Linked DNA regions of Sus scrofa: region 2 is linked to region 1. A link is a contact called in public HiChIP or PLAC-seq data. All regions are on one chromosome and are shown on one strand. Each heading gives the region's core, a stretch centred on a gene start, on an enhancer-like site or on the middle of the called end of the contact. The rest is flanking DNA. Distances are from core to core; before and after follow the strand shown.

Region 1 (3,944 bases), core at 1,045-3,544:
CAACATGAGCGTGTGAACCTGGAACCCCAAGTCCTTTCCAACGGGCTGGAAGTTTCCATGACACGCGGTGAGGCTGACATTCTGTGACAGCCTACCACGGTCTGGGCCATCGAGGATGACGGTCTAGGTCACCACATGACATTCACAGCCATCTGCAGCATTCTGTGATGACACCGGAAGGCGGTCTTTGACACTGATGATTTACAACCATCTACAGCACGCTAGGACATCTTTTGACACTTACAACCATGTATGACATTTGCAAGAATTCATGGTATCCTGTGATATCCCTTGACGTTCGGAGCATTTTACGACATTGCTGGACATTCAACAGCACCCTACGGCTTTCTAGCCACGAGAGTCTGTGGCTTTGTGTGACATCCTAAAATTTTCACCTGGGCGTGCCTCTCTTCCAAGGGGCCTCCCTCCCAAAGCTAGAGAGCCCTGTGTCCCCTCAAGACCCTCCTCCAATTCTCCTCCTGCCCAAGATGCATGACTCCTCTGTCGTCAGAGTCCATGAACTTGAGCCTCGAGAGCCCACTGGTCCTTTCCGGATCCTGATCCAGACTTTGGGATCGGAAGGGGTGATCGCTGCAGTAGCTATCATCTCCTCAGGGTGTTTTGCTCCCAAAGAAATCGCCCATCCTTCACTGTCACCAGAATATTCCAATTAATGACGACTTCCTTTAGGATAAGAGCAACTCTTTGGCATAGTACTAAGCTTAAGCATACAATACCAGATATTTTTAAAACTTTGACCTATGGGAGTGGCAGTTTTATATAGTTCAACCTCATGGAACAGAAAGCATATGGGTTTGGGAATCAGCCAGCCCCAGGGACAAATATCAGTGCTGTCATTTCTTAGCTGGGACACGCTGGGCCACCTCCACAGACCTCAGTTTCCTCATCCATAAGTAGCGACAATAACTTCTTATTCGAGGGGTGGGTAGAGGGTTCGATGAAATAATGAGGTACAGAGGAAGGCCAAAGACCTAGATCAGAATAAGACCTTGAAAATCTTCCTTTCTCTTTTTCCTTCCCCTAGAACAACAGAAAAACAGCTCACGTGTGAGGATGGCATACGTTGAAAAAGAGGACCTAGGTTTTCAGCCGCCTCCTCACTGTGTACCCCTGAGGTTTGTTCCGTGGACCTCAGCTTTCTCATCTGTAAAATGGGACTCCTGAACCCGCAGATCAACTTGAGGAGCTTCTGGCTCTGGTGGCCTGGGCTTCTCTGGCTGGGGAGGGAGGGTGACAGAACAGGAAATCCTGAAACTGGTGGGGTAAGCATGGGGCAGCAATGGGTCACCACAGGCTGTGAGGACAGGACACCACAAAACGGGAGAAGCTGGTTACGCCTGCAAAGTGCTTCTTTCTAACCATTGCGAGATGACAGGCTTCGTTGTAATGCTGCTCCTCCACGGAGTTTTGGGAGAAGAGCTCCAAGATCTCCAGCTGAGGGGGTGGCCAGGCACCCCGTCTGGTGAGCTCTACTGTCTCCAGACCTCCTGGCCCCTGAGTGGCAGGAACGACTTGGGCTGGTGCAGAAACCTTAAGAGACTGCGCCCCCTGGTGGCCGGACTCTGTCATTGCAGTGTAGGGCTCCGAGCCCGGAAAGGTGACACCCGCGGACCAGTGATTTGGTCTCAGCGGGCAAATTTCTTTCCAAGTGGACACTAGGAGCAGGGCTTGGAAAGAGGGTGACTCAAGTTGGGGCAAGCCCATAGGGTGGAAGGCTGGTAAGGACCCTCCACTAACCTCTTCACAAAGTTTGCTGAGCACCTACTGTGTGCCAGGCAGTATGCTGGGCTTTCCAGCCCAGGGTGGGAGATGAAGGCCTTGCTCTGTGAGGAGCTCACAGCTCAGTGGGCTGAGGACCTACTGTGTGCCCGGTTCTTACTTCCTGGAAGCCTCACACCACCTGGGAGGTGAGAGTGATGGTTCCCATTTTACAGGTGTGGAAGCTGAGACCGCACAGCTCCAAGAGGCACAGCTGGGATTCATTCTTCGGTCTGGAGGATCCCAAATTTGCCCATCACGAGAGGTTTGTATTGTAGGAAGAGCCAGGCGCTTCCTGGCAAGCAGCTCATCCCAGGTAGCCTCCTTTGGGAACTGGGGCCTGTGAGGTGCCTGTGGGTTCAACAAGGGCGGGAGCGTCCTGAGGCCCAAGCCCTGGGCCAATGGCACCTCCTTCCACAGTGGGGGATGCTCCCCCCACCTCCAGGCGTCCTGGAGGCCGGGCATTGTTCTCATTGTCTCGGCCCTCTCTTTGTCTCCGGAACATCCGGGGTTGGCTCCTCCCCTGGCGGCAGAGATGGGGGCCAGCTGCCTGGAGAGTCGGCCGCACGGCTGCTGCCGCTCATTAGAGCCCTCGCAAATGCCTCTCTCTCCTCTCTCTGGGGACTCCCCACCCCATGGTCTGAGTTTGACATGAATCTAAAAATAGCTGCTGTTTTGTTCCTTTGTTGGAGGGGAGGGGCTGGCAGAGGGGCTCCAGCTCCCCTTAATGACCTGCCCACAAAGAACAAAGCCTTTTCTCTGCATTTGCTTCGCTTCCTCAGCGCCCTGGCTTCCTCGGCTCATGGAGAAGAAGGCTGAATGGTGGTCCTACTGGCGGGAGGAAGGGCCTGGACTGCGGCAGCGCCCAGGGTGTCAGGAGGCCTGTGGGCGGGGCTCCGAGGGGGGAGGGGTCTGCCTGTGTCCAAGTGACAGTGTGTGTGATGTCACGCCACATGGCGCAACTGATGGAGTATAGGACTGCAAAGCACTGAATGTCACCGAGCTGGGGGACACTGCGTGCCTGGGCGGGGATGACACCAGGGAGAAATGTTGCCTGTTTGTAGCCTCTCCACACACAGGTGACAAATAGTTGGTGTGTGTTGGTTTGACATGGTGTGATGGGGCTGACTGCAGGTGACACCATGACTCTGTAGTGCTGATAACGGAGGTGGGGCTAACTGTGCAGGTGACATTGCAAGTAGCATTGGGAGAAAAACTGGTCCAGAGGTAGACGTACCACACTCCTGCTGAGGCCTGTCCAGGAGAGTGGGACCTGGGGGTGATCAGGAGGGTTCCAGCTTCATCTGTAATGTTTGGGTTCCTTTCTCACGGGAGAACGTATGCCTGTATGACTGTGTAATTTTAAGAAGATGTGAAGCAGATGTGTGTGACAAAAAAGTTATTTGTTGTTCATCTAGTGGTGTGATTATGAGTGATTATTCTTTTGGTTGTCTGAATTTTAATCTCTCTAAATCATTTAAAGCAATACACGCTCATGATGGAGTTTGCAAGTCACAAAAGTTGACTTCCTGTCGGACTTTGCGGTGTGCTTTACGTGGATTATCTCATGGAATATTTACCACAATCCTAGGAAGGAGGCACCCTTAGCATCTCCCATTATAGAGATGGATGAACTGAAGCTCAGAGGCCCATGGCAGGTCTGCCAACTCTCACCTCAACGTCCACACCACATGGGATTTCAGGAAAGCTCAGAATATCCCTCTGCTGGACAACCCTGCCACTGAGGGGATGAGGGCTGCGTCCCATGTACTAGTGACTTCTGCCACATGATATATCAGCCCCAAATGTAATGGCTTAAAACAACAGTAATCTTTCTCATGGTTTCTCTGAGTTGGGGATTTGAGCCTGCAACTTCAGGAAGATGTTGGAAGGCTGTAGAATTCAACTTCCAGGTTGGCTGACTCACATTTCTAACAAGCTGGTGAGGGCTGAGTCACTGTCTGTGGGTGCCTCTCCTCAGGGCAGCTTGAGCTTCCTCACAGCATGGCGACTGGGAACCAAGCATGAGCATCCCAGGAGAAGAGGGCAGAAGCTGTATCATCTCTGAACACTTGGTCTCGAAGTCACATAACATCACTTCTGCAGTATTCTCTTGGCCATGGGATCAGGTCTGATTCAGTGCAGAGGAGGACTGCCAGGAACTA
Region 2 (4,175 bases), core at 601-3,100, 200 kb before region 1:
ACCTCTTAGGTGAGCTCAGGGATTGGAAGGAACCCAGGAATAGAAAGATGCAAGGGAGGTAGAAATACAGAAATATTGGGAATAGAAGTAAGTCATTTGGCTATGGAAAAATTTTTTTCCTCTCTTTGAATTCATCAGAATTTTTCATATTTTAATTGTCCTCCACCTCAGATATCCTGTGATTGTTTTTTCCCCCAAAGTTTCAGATATTTACAGGAGAGCTGTTTTTCTCTAGCTGATGTTCAGGTAGCATAGTCTTCAGATTTAGTGATGAGAGCGAGAAGTCTTTAAATGTTGGTGAATGGCATTTGTCCATTTGAGGCAAAGCATGAATAACTTGAACAAAAAAATACAAAAAATGAGCAAGACTATATCATATTTGAATAATGAGGTGCTCTTTTTTTCCCCAACTGCCAAAACTTTTTAATCTTCGTCAACAATTGTTCTGTCCTCCGTCTTATTTAGGTTGCATCTGTGCGACTCTGAGCTCAGGAGCCCTGACAAGCGGCATATGAATTCTGTATTCATTAGTGATCTTGATCCAAATGCCTCTGTCCCTGCCACGGGGGCTCAGGTGTGGAAGCTGCTGGCTAATCCCACCAGCTGACATTCAGAGGTTTAATGACTCCATGGGAAGGTGACCACTCGCTGGGAGGTTTGCTGGCGGAACCCACACAGCAGACAATGGAGATCAAGGAAGACTATCAGTGTTTAGCCAAAGCGCCTTCCTGTGCGACTCGAATCCTGTTGGCATCAAACAGAGTTTTAAGTAAATGCAAAATTAAAAAAAAAAAAAAGAAACTGACCCTCAATAGCGGTCATAAACAATAGTTTTCTTGTCTGTATTGATATTGATGGTGTTTAAGACTGTTTTTCTAGTAGCACTTTTAGTAGGTGTCAGCTTAATAAGCCGAACTTGACTTTTCTAGATTTTTAGATTTTAAGGTTATGTTTGTCTGGGTGCTACACCTGTTTAGGTATCTTCTATGTCTGGGGAAGAATATATATACTTAAAGCCAAAATTCTTCCTTAGGAAATGCTCCTGAGAATCCATGCTGACATTTTTGCTCCTAGTGATAGCTTTTAAAAAATTACTGTGAGAATGTGAATTCTTTGGACTGGTGACATGTCACTAGATGTTTGGACTTTTTTTAAGGTCGTCTTGTCTGAGAGTGTTGATGCCTCATTCATTTATTTATTTTTGGCCACACCTGCGGTGTGTGAAAGTTCCCCAGGCCAGGGGTTGAACCTGCGCCACAGCAGTGACAACACTGGGTCGTTAACCTGCTGAGTCCCCGGAGGACTCTGGGTGCCTTATTATTTTAATAACAGTGAATAATATTCATTGAGCTGTAGTTTACATGCATACAGCCTACCTCAGCATTTGGTATGTTCACAGAGTGGTACAGCTCTCACCGTGATCAACCACCCTCAAAAGAAACTCCATGTTCCTCCCCTCCCCCTTTACTCTCAACCCTCCCGGCCGCCAGTAACAACTACTTTACTTTCTGTCTCTGCAGCCTTGCATATTCTGGACATTCCTATAATAGGAATCGTGTAATATGTCGTTTATGACTGGCTTCTTTAACTTATGGTATTTTCATAACTTTTCATCCTTGGAGTAGCATGTACCGGTGCTACATCCTAATTTTTGTGATGGAATAGTATTCCATTGTATGGGTGTATCTCATTTTATTTACCCATTCATTAGTTAGTGGACTTTTGGGTTGTTTTCACTTTCGGGCTGTGGTAAATAGTGCTGCTGCGAACATTTGTGTGAAAGTTTTTGTGTGGACATATATTGTCATTTCTTCTTTGTGTACCTAGGAGTAGAATTGCTGAGCCATGTAGTAACTCTGTGATTAATCTTTTGAGGAACTGTCAGACTGGTTTACAAAGTGGCTTGGTTACTAGCAAGTGTATAAAGATTTTAGTTTCTGCACACCCTTGCCAACATTTATTGTTTGGCCTTTTGATTATAGCTATCCCAGTAGGTGTGAGTTGGTGTCTAGTCATGGTTTTGATGGATTCCTTATTGATTAAGAACTAATGCAAGTGTGGAAATTGTTTATTTTATTTTATTTTTTGGTTTTTAGGGCCGCACCCACGGCATATGGAGTTTTCCAGGCTAGGGGTCTAATTGGAACTGTTGCTGCCAGCCTACGTGAAAGTCACAGCAACGCCAGATCCGAGCTGCATCTGGGACCTACACCACAGCTCACAGCAACGCCGGATCCTTAACCCACTGAGCAGGAGGCCAGGGATTGAATCTGCAACCTCATGGTTCCTAGTCGGATTCATTTCCGCTGATTCATTTCCGCTGCGCCATGACGGGAACTCGTGGAAATGTTTAGATGTAACTGTTGCAATATACTTGACACACTTCTTTCTGGATTGGATTTGAGCAGTAGTTGGGACAGTTGTGTATTTAACTAGTGAAAGGTTGCTTTTAGAGCCTCTCCCTCAGGCTGTTTCTGTCATTTGCTTTTGGTCACAATTCCTGCTTGCTGGCTTTCCTTGAAGACCTGAAGCATTAGACATAGTAAATTGTGTCTTTATTATTGGATCAGCAAATGTATTAATTTCCCCTAATAATTTTCTCTTGTATTTAACATTAAAAAAATGTAGTTTCTGGGAGTTCCTGTTGTGGCACATCGGAAACAAATCCAACCAGTATCCATGAGGATGTGGGTTTGAACCCCGGTCCTTCTTGGTGGGTTGGGGATCTGGTGTTGCTGTGAGCTATGGGTGTAGGTCGAAGATGCGGCTCGGATCCTGTGTTGCTGTGGTGTAGGCTGGCAGCTGCAGCTCTGATTCGACCCTTCGCCTAGGAATTTCCGTATGTTGTAGGTGTGGCCCTTAAAAAAAAAAAAGTTTTTAGAGATGTCAGAAATCCAAGATATAAATTCTGGGGCCCTATATAGAATTATCCCTAGTAGTGATTTCCAGCGGAGTTAAAGAATTATTTTAGGAAGGAGTAGATGTTGAAGTTGGCCTTATGGTTCAGAAAGTGATTTGAAGAATTACCCTTCAACCTTTTTTAGGTGGTAAGACACTGTTGGTGGTTTAAAGCTTCTCACCAGTGTCAGATATTTTGAGTTGTCCCCCTTTTAAAAAGTGAGTTTCTTCTCCTGAATTTGAACCCACTGGTGGGCCAGCTTTGGAGAGGCAGAAAAGCACTGCTTGAGTTAAGGTTCCTCCCCTGGATCTCCTTGCTCATTTTCGTTTTGTGGTGTTTTGTAAGGGCAAGACTTCGCTCCCTGCCGTATAGTTTGGAACTTCGCAGGTACATAATTGCTTCTCTCCCTTTGATTTTCATGGATTCCTTAGTCTTCCTTGATTTAGAAATGGCCACTTGGGGCCAGGCCTCTGGAATTCAAGAATCAACAAATCTTAGGAAAGTGACCCTGTGTAAATTTGAAGGTCTTTGTTTCTAATTCTTTGAGGAGTAGTGAAAAAATTGCAGATGGTATACTGCCATAGGTATTGACTTTGAGAAATCATTGTTGTTGATTTTTCAACCAAAAATATTTCTGTGCAAAAATTTTTCCAGGTCATCTACCCTGCTCTGTATACAGTGAATTTTCATTTTCTTATATGATCAATACTGTGTAATCAGTCAGCACATGCTAATTGGGTACCAACTGAATGTGTTACACTTGGTGCTATAATCCAGAGGTAGTATTGGAAGAGGCCATTCTGTGCGATGGTGGAAATTCCTTATACAGCTCTGGGTGAGGTAGATTGAAAACAAGGGATTATTTTACTCTGGTAGATAGGTAATTATTTATGATGCATTTCTTTGGAGCAGGTGTTCCATTTGAAATGTTTTCACTTTACATATTTCCTATAGCTGTGAAAGGTAGGGGAAAATATACTATATAGGAGAAATATTTCACAAAGTATGTTGTTGCTTGCTGCACCTGTGGCAAAGATCCAGCAGACAGAATGTAACTGCTTTGTGACCAGAGATTCTTTAATCAGAGCGAGGCAAGAGCTGGGGATGATGTTGAATCGAAATAAATGTTTGGTGACTTCCAGCTGTACAGGTGGAGTTAAAAAGAAGGTATTATTGCTAATATAGTCTGCATCATGATATCAGAAAATGGACTTCTTTATCCATCTCTTAGCAAATCGAATTGCCTTTGCTAGCTTGGGTCTCGGGGACATAATTT

What was found. HiChIP or PLAC-seq counts read pairs in DNA pulled down with a chosen protein or histone mark.
Region 2: a contact with region 1 is called in an H3K27ac HiChIP or PLAC-seq map of alveolar macrophages. The contact joins two enhancer-like sites. A contact is called at or near these places in 4 of 47 Hi-C or Micro-C datasets (blood, embryonic fibroblasts, liver and 1 more) and 1 of 2 datasets of contacts at active chromatin or transcription factors (alveolar macrophages).

The regions. Positions count from the first base shown.
Region 1 is chr1:264,993,936-264,997,879 of Sscrofa11.1, reverse strand. No RefSeq gene overlaps it. Among named protein-coding and RNA genes, the nearest start is that of NEK6, 82 kb to the left of the region's middle. Within about 2 kb of position 2,294, at least 14 of the 83 cell types and tissues checked have an H3K27ac peak or open chromatin away from gene starts, as enhancers often do. A contact at or near this core is called in alveolar macrophages, where this site is marked.
Region 2 is chr1:265,189,511-265,193,685 of Sscrofa11.1, reverse strand. The region is part of intron 6 of PSMB7 (proteasome subunit beta 7); the gene reads left to right. Among named protein-coding and RNA genes, the nearest start is that of PSMB7, 44 kb to the left of the region's middle. Within about 2 kb of position 1,850, at least 1 of the 83 cell types and tissues checked has an H3K27ac peak or open chromatin away from gene starts, as enhancers often do. A contact at or near this core is called in alveolar macrophages, where this site is marked.